2 separate regions of the Drosophila melanogaster genome follow, and region 2 is linked to region 1. A link is a contact called in public Micro-C data. All regions are on one chromosome and are shown on one strand. Each heading gives the region's core, a stretch centred on a gene start, on an enhancer-like site or on the middle of the called end of the contact. The rest is flanking DNA. Distances are from core to core; before and after follow the strand shown. Region 1 holds the start of CG43736. Region 2 holds the start of fs(1)h (female sterile (1) homeotic).

Region 1 (2,699 bases), core at 143-2,642:
ATTGTGTAATCCTATTACACACATAAGCATATGATTGAATGAAAACAAGTAGAACCTTTAATAGGCTACAGTTGGTTCTAAATAAATTGAAGTGGACATTGCATTAAGTAAAATACATATCACAATGTGTTTTGGCGCAACTGTACGTTTAGTTTTCGGGACCAAATAACACCTGTTTTGATCTGACTGTACTTCGCGGGACTCGTTATTAACTGGCAGTTAACTTTTTAGCCCCGTATGATGGCGGCACAATGGAATTTGACTTGGACTCTTGGACCTGGCTAATTAAATTTTTTTTTTTGGTAAATGTTTAGAGTCGGGGCGACCTTTTGGAGCTGCGCCCGTTCGTGAACTCGTGTATTCGTTTGTTCGTGTTCGTGCTCGGTCGTTCCCGGTTTTCTCTGCCTTCTGGAACGGGGCCTGTCTTGAAAGCCGCAGAGCGCGCGAATACCGAAAACTTCTTGCATTCGACGGTGCGAAAGGGACGGGGAGAGTGATGGCATGTGGGAAAGGGAGAGGGCTAGAGCGAGGAGAGGTGGCCATCGAATGCTAAGCAGGGGCCTTTGCTTTTGCTTTTGGTGCTTGCCAAAAATAGAGCCGCCCCGCCACGCCTTCGCCCACAAAGAGCACCCACCCACCCACTCCCGCACAAAAGCAACAACATCATCATCACACCACCAATACCAAAACCAATACCAATACTGTGACCCAGCCAGCTCTCTGTGAACATGTGTCAGTGTGTGTGGGTCTTGTATATAGCATAGCTTAAGCTTTCCTTGTACCGTGGTTCAAATGCCAGGGGAAAATGGCATTATTATATTCTTATAGAGAAATAATATATACAAATAAATTTGTACAACTGTATGTAAAGAGTAAACATGTAACAAGGAAACACTAATTTTAAAGTAAATTTAGCTAGTTTGCATTATTTTTTACACCATTTATATGAGTAAGCCACAAAGAAGCTTGCCTTTTTTGATCTGCTTGATTCCCAGATGGTGTTACTAAAAAATAATGCGAATTTGAGAGAAAGTTTAACAATAAAAAGTTCAAATTCGAGATACATATGTGTAGAGTATTTAAAGAACTTAATTGTGAGGTTAAATATTCAACAAATGGTAAACTTGTAATCCCATAAATTCGTATTATTTTATAAAATTTTACTTTCATACTGAATTGGCTAAGATCCCTTAATTAATTTCCATAAGTTGCTTATGTCTTAACCACTGTGGGTTGTAACTCTGCAGCTACGTTGACGTCGGCGTCGCAGCTTAGAGCTAGTCGATGAGCGGAAGGAGAGAGAGAGAGCAGGCGTTCGTCGAGGAGGGGGCTAGCCGAATAGGGTGAGAGAGAGCGATGGCAGAGTAGGAAAATGCATAAGAAGGGGGGTGGGGGCGCAAAAGGGAGACGGACAGCAGCAACAACAATTCGGCAAAATGTTCGTGGCAGCGTTGCAGCGACGCCGACTGCGCTACGGGTGTTTGTTTTTTTCTCTTTCGTGTTTTCCGTTTTTCTTTTGCGCTCTGCATCCGCTGCCGCAGTAGGCGTCGCTGCCGGCGCGCTGCGCCAGTGTGGGTGAGCGCACGGCTGTAGGTTTGTGTGTGTGCCGTACACATTTTTCAGTTGACTTCGTTGAAATAATTTTCGTAACAACGATCACACTCGTTTGTGTATTGCGAAGACGGGCGGACGTGCGTCGGCGTCGAATGCGGAACAAGCGCTAAAGCAAACTAGCGAAAAAGTGCGAATATCAAAAGAAAAGAGAACCAAACAAATTGTTTTTTTTTTTCACCACGAGCGTCGTCGCAAAAACAACAAAAAGGAATTTAATAAACCAAAAGCAAACGAGGAGAGAGAAAGCAGCAACTAAATATAACAACAAATGCATTAAATAGTTTTGTTTTTTTTTTTGCCACACTGCCAAAATGCAGTTAGCGTTTGTTTGTGTAAGTGTACCACATGCATACATAATGTATAATTTATATGCCAAAAACAACAACAGCAATAGCATTGTGTGCAAAATGTTGAAATGAGCTCGAAAAACAACAAAAATAAGTGCGCGCATTAACACACGCACACTTGCAAAGGAAAACATCTAAAAAAATTATCACGTGTGTGTGTGTGTGTGTGTGTGTGTGAGACAGCCGGTCAGTGTGACCGTTTGTGTGCCAGAAAGAGAAGGATCGAACAAGCCGGCTGTTTATTTCTTTTATAGTTCTGTTTAAATAACAAATACACTTGCCAAAAGAATTTCATTTTGATGTGTGAATAATTAAAAAAATCAGTAAGACATAATGCAGTCTTTGTTAAATATATATTGACATATATGAGCATATATATAAATACATACACAAATAACATATCAAATTGAAATGCTGGCAGTACCAATCGAACTGTCATCCTAACAAGTAAATTTTTCAATACAGCTCCTAATATAAAACCAAACCAAAAGTGTGGATATCGAAAAGTCTGGAAAAGTACGATAACGCAAGATTACATAGAGCGCGAGCAAGACAGCATTCTAGAGCAAAAGAGCGAGAGTGTGCGGAGGAGCGATGGCCAGCGAGGATGTGCAGATCACTAGCGTCATCGATGCCAATGGCCAGAGCCTACCGCTCCACGGCAACAGTTTGGGCGGTCCCCTGGGACCGCCCGTCAAGCAGGAGCGTCCCGATGACGCCGAGATCCGCGAACTAGCT
Region 2 (2,699 bases), core at 83-2,582, 1.2 Mb after region 1:
AGGCCGGACTGTTGTGCGGATGAGGCAGCGACTGACACCTTGGTGGAGCCACTACCTGGTCCGCTGGTAACTGCTGCCGAGGATGTACCAGAACCGGTGGATGCTCCAGCGCCACCCGACGATGACTTGGGCGTAGCCGGCGCCCGTTGCTTCTTTTTGCCACCCTTGGCCGTGACCGGCTCCAGTTCAAGCTCCTCCTTAGGCATCGATTCGATCTTCTGCAGGAAGACCTTCTCGAGCGTCTGGGCCATAACCACTACATCCTCGCCGGGCTTGTTGTAGACATAGCAATTGTTGAACATCGTATTGAAGTCCTGTATGGTCTCCTTGGCGGACCAATAGTAGTTGTTCTCCAGCCGCTTCTTGATCGTACCCATGTCCATGGGTTGTTTGATGATCTTGTGGTAGTCGGGCAGGTTGAGCTTCTTGGCATCGACGGGCTGTTGAAAGGGCCACGAGAAGTGGTGCTTCCATATCACCTTCATCACCGTCTTGATCAGATATTGCAATTGGTTCGTATTGCGGCCGGGCCGCTCCGCTGGTGGAATCACCGGTGGCTGTACAATGCCATTGACTGGCTCCACGGGTGGCTCGTAACGAGGCGGTGGCTCACTGGACGACATGGTGGTGGTGGTTCTTGTGGTGGTTCTGGTGCTTCAGTTTGAGATTTGTGTCTTGGGATTAAGGATCCGGGTTGATGGTTATCCGACTGAGACGGCCAACACACACACTCCACCTACACACACACACACACACACACGGGCCGCCTCCGTCTCTCCTCCTTTTCCACTGATTTGATCCTCCTTGCGATTCCTTCGTTAGAGGGTATGTAGGGGGGGTGAAAGTGGGTTTAGGGGGGGGAACTGGTCTTATGTGGCCGGTGACCACCTCCTCCTCCTGCGACTGATTACGCCTTCTCCTGCTGTTCTTGCGACTCCTACTCCTGGTAATCCTCCGCCGCCTATCGTTTTTTCAACTCCTGATCCTGGTGCTTCTGTTCTGGTTTTTGATAAGAATCTCTTCTTGTTCAAGGGATAAAATTGTGTAGTGGTCCGTAGTGATTGCTTCATGCTCAGCAATGTCTGTGCACTGTGGATATTGAGAAAATACATGACTTAGTTAGGATTGTCAGGAGCATTTCGAGTCTAGAGGATGTACTCACCTCGCCTGCTCCAGATTCTCAGGGCCCAGGCTCCTCTCATTGAAATCGGCTGGCTTCACCTGATTCGAGGGCCAAGGACTTGACAAGTACAACTGCTACTAGAGTCATTGTGGCTTTGTATCCTTTCTTATTATTGACAAAAATCCTAGTACAGCACAGACGGCTATAAATCTGTAAAAGAGAGTAAAATACAAAAAAGCCAAATTAGCCGGTACATTCGGATATTTTGCAACTCTAGTCGTGGGATTTGCATTTCACAACACTCCTCCATTGTGGGTTACATAAACAAAAAATAAATAATGAGGCCCACAAACAAACAGATAGAAACGAAAATAACAATCACAATGTACCACTAAAAGTGCGGCGGTTGCCATAAACAATATGCGACACCAACGAATGTAGAATGTAGAATATGCAGAGGCGGCAGGAAAACGGAAAATACAAAACAGAACACACGGAAGAAGCTGAAAACAGGGAGAACGACAAAACGCATACACTGGCGCACACAAGCCAAGTGCAAAACAATCAATTGCGAGCACTTTTAAACAGCAATCAAATCACTTGCTTCGCAATATTTCTAGTATTTATTACTTTATGCGTTTGACTCTAGATTTCAACATTATTTTTAGCCGTTTTTCTTTACTTTTTTAGCGGTGTCTGCCGTTTCATTTAGTTTTTCCCTTCCACCGTTTTGGTCGTGAGTAGTTACTTTGCCGCCGCCGTTTTGGCACTCACAGAGAGCAACACCAAAAAAAAAATAAAAAGATGAGCCAGGAGCGGCGCTCTCATTTTCTAGTTCGAAATTCGAGAGAGCGCCCGGCTCACACATACACGCATACGCAGACCGCACAATAGAGCTGTCTCGCTTGCACTTGAGGAAACAGAACAAGCAAAGCAGGCAAATGGCGCACGCTAAACGCTGCAAAATACGTTTAGTAAACCTTAAAAAAAAAGCCTTCAATAAACACAATAAATATACATTAATGCAGACGCACAAACGAATGATTTATTTCATTTCACACACGCAATAAAAATCTCACTACACATAGAACGAATATGGCGTGTGTTGTGTTTGCATGAAGAGAAATTCACCACGCCGCCTTTTTAAAGTTGAATTCTTGTCATTCGGCATGATTCATTCGTTTTGTTTGTTGTTGTTGCAGCGCTAGTGAAAACGGCATGACAAAAAGGCAATAAAATGCACGTAATTCCAACTTTTCTACGTTTCTCACATTTTATTTAACACCCTCAACTAAGCAACTAAGTGTGAGCGAGAAAGAGGAAGAACGAACACACACACACACACGCATACAGTGGAATAATTTGCCTTTTGCCGATATTCCTAAATGACAGTGGACAAATTGCATTCAAGTCGCACTTTAAAATCCATTGTACAGTTAATTGGAAAGTCCCTGGTTTTCATTACGGTTTTCTTAATGTTTATAATAAATTCGTATATGTAGGCCAAGCACAAACACTTGCCATTGCTTTTTAGCGCCGATTTGTTTATTAGCCAACTAGAGTTTTTGTTGATGTT

What was found. Hi-C and Micro-C count contacts between places; a contact is called where the count stands out from the background.
Region 2: a Micro-C map of pre-blastoderm embryo shows a contact between it and region 1, with 2.0 times the contacts expected there. The contact joins the promoter of fs(1)h here to the promoter of CG43736 in region 1.

The regions. Positions count from the first base shown.
Region 1 is chrX:6,866,835-6,869,533 of dm6, forward strand. CG43736 reads left to right here and starts at 1,393. Exons shown (of 5, transcript NM_001298043.1): 1 at 1,393-1,946; 2 at 2,427-2,699. The coding sequence starts at 2,556. It overlaps CG14434, which reads right to left and starts at 360. Exons shown (of 3, transcript NM_001298040.1): 1 at 1-360.
Region 2 is chrX:8,054,805-8,057,503 of dm6, forward strand. fs(1)h (female sterile (1) homeotic) reads right to left here and starts at 1,333. Exons shown (of 11, transcript NM_001272392.2): 1 at 1,163-1,333; 2 at 1-1,089. The coding sequence starts at 623.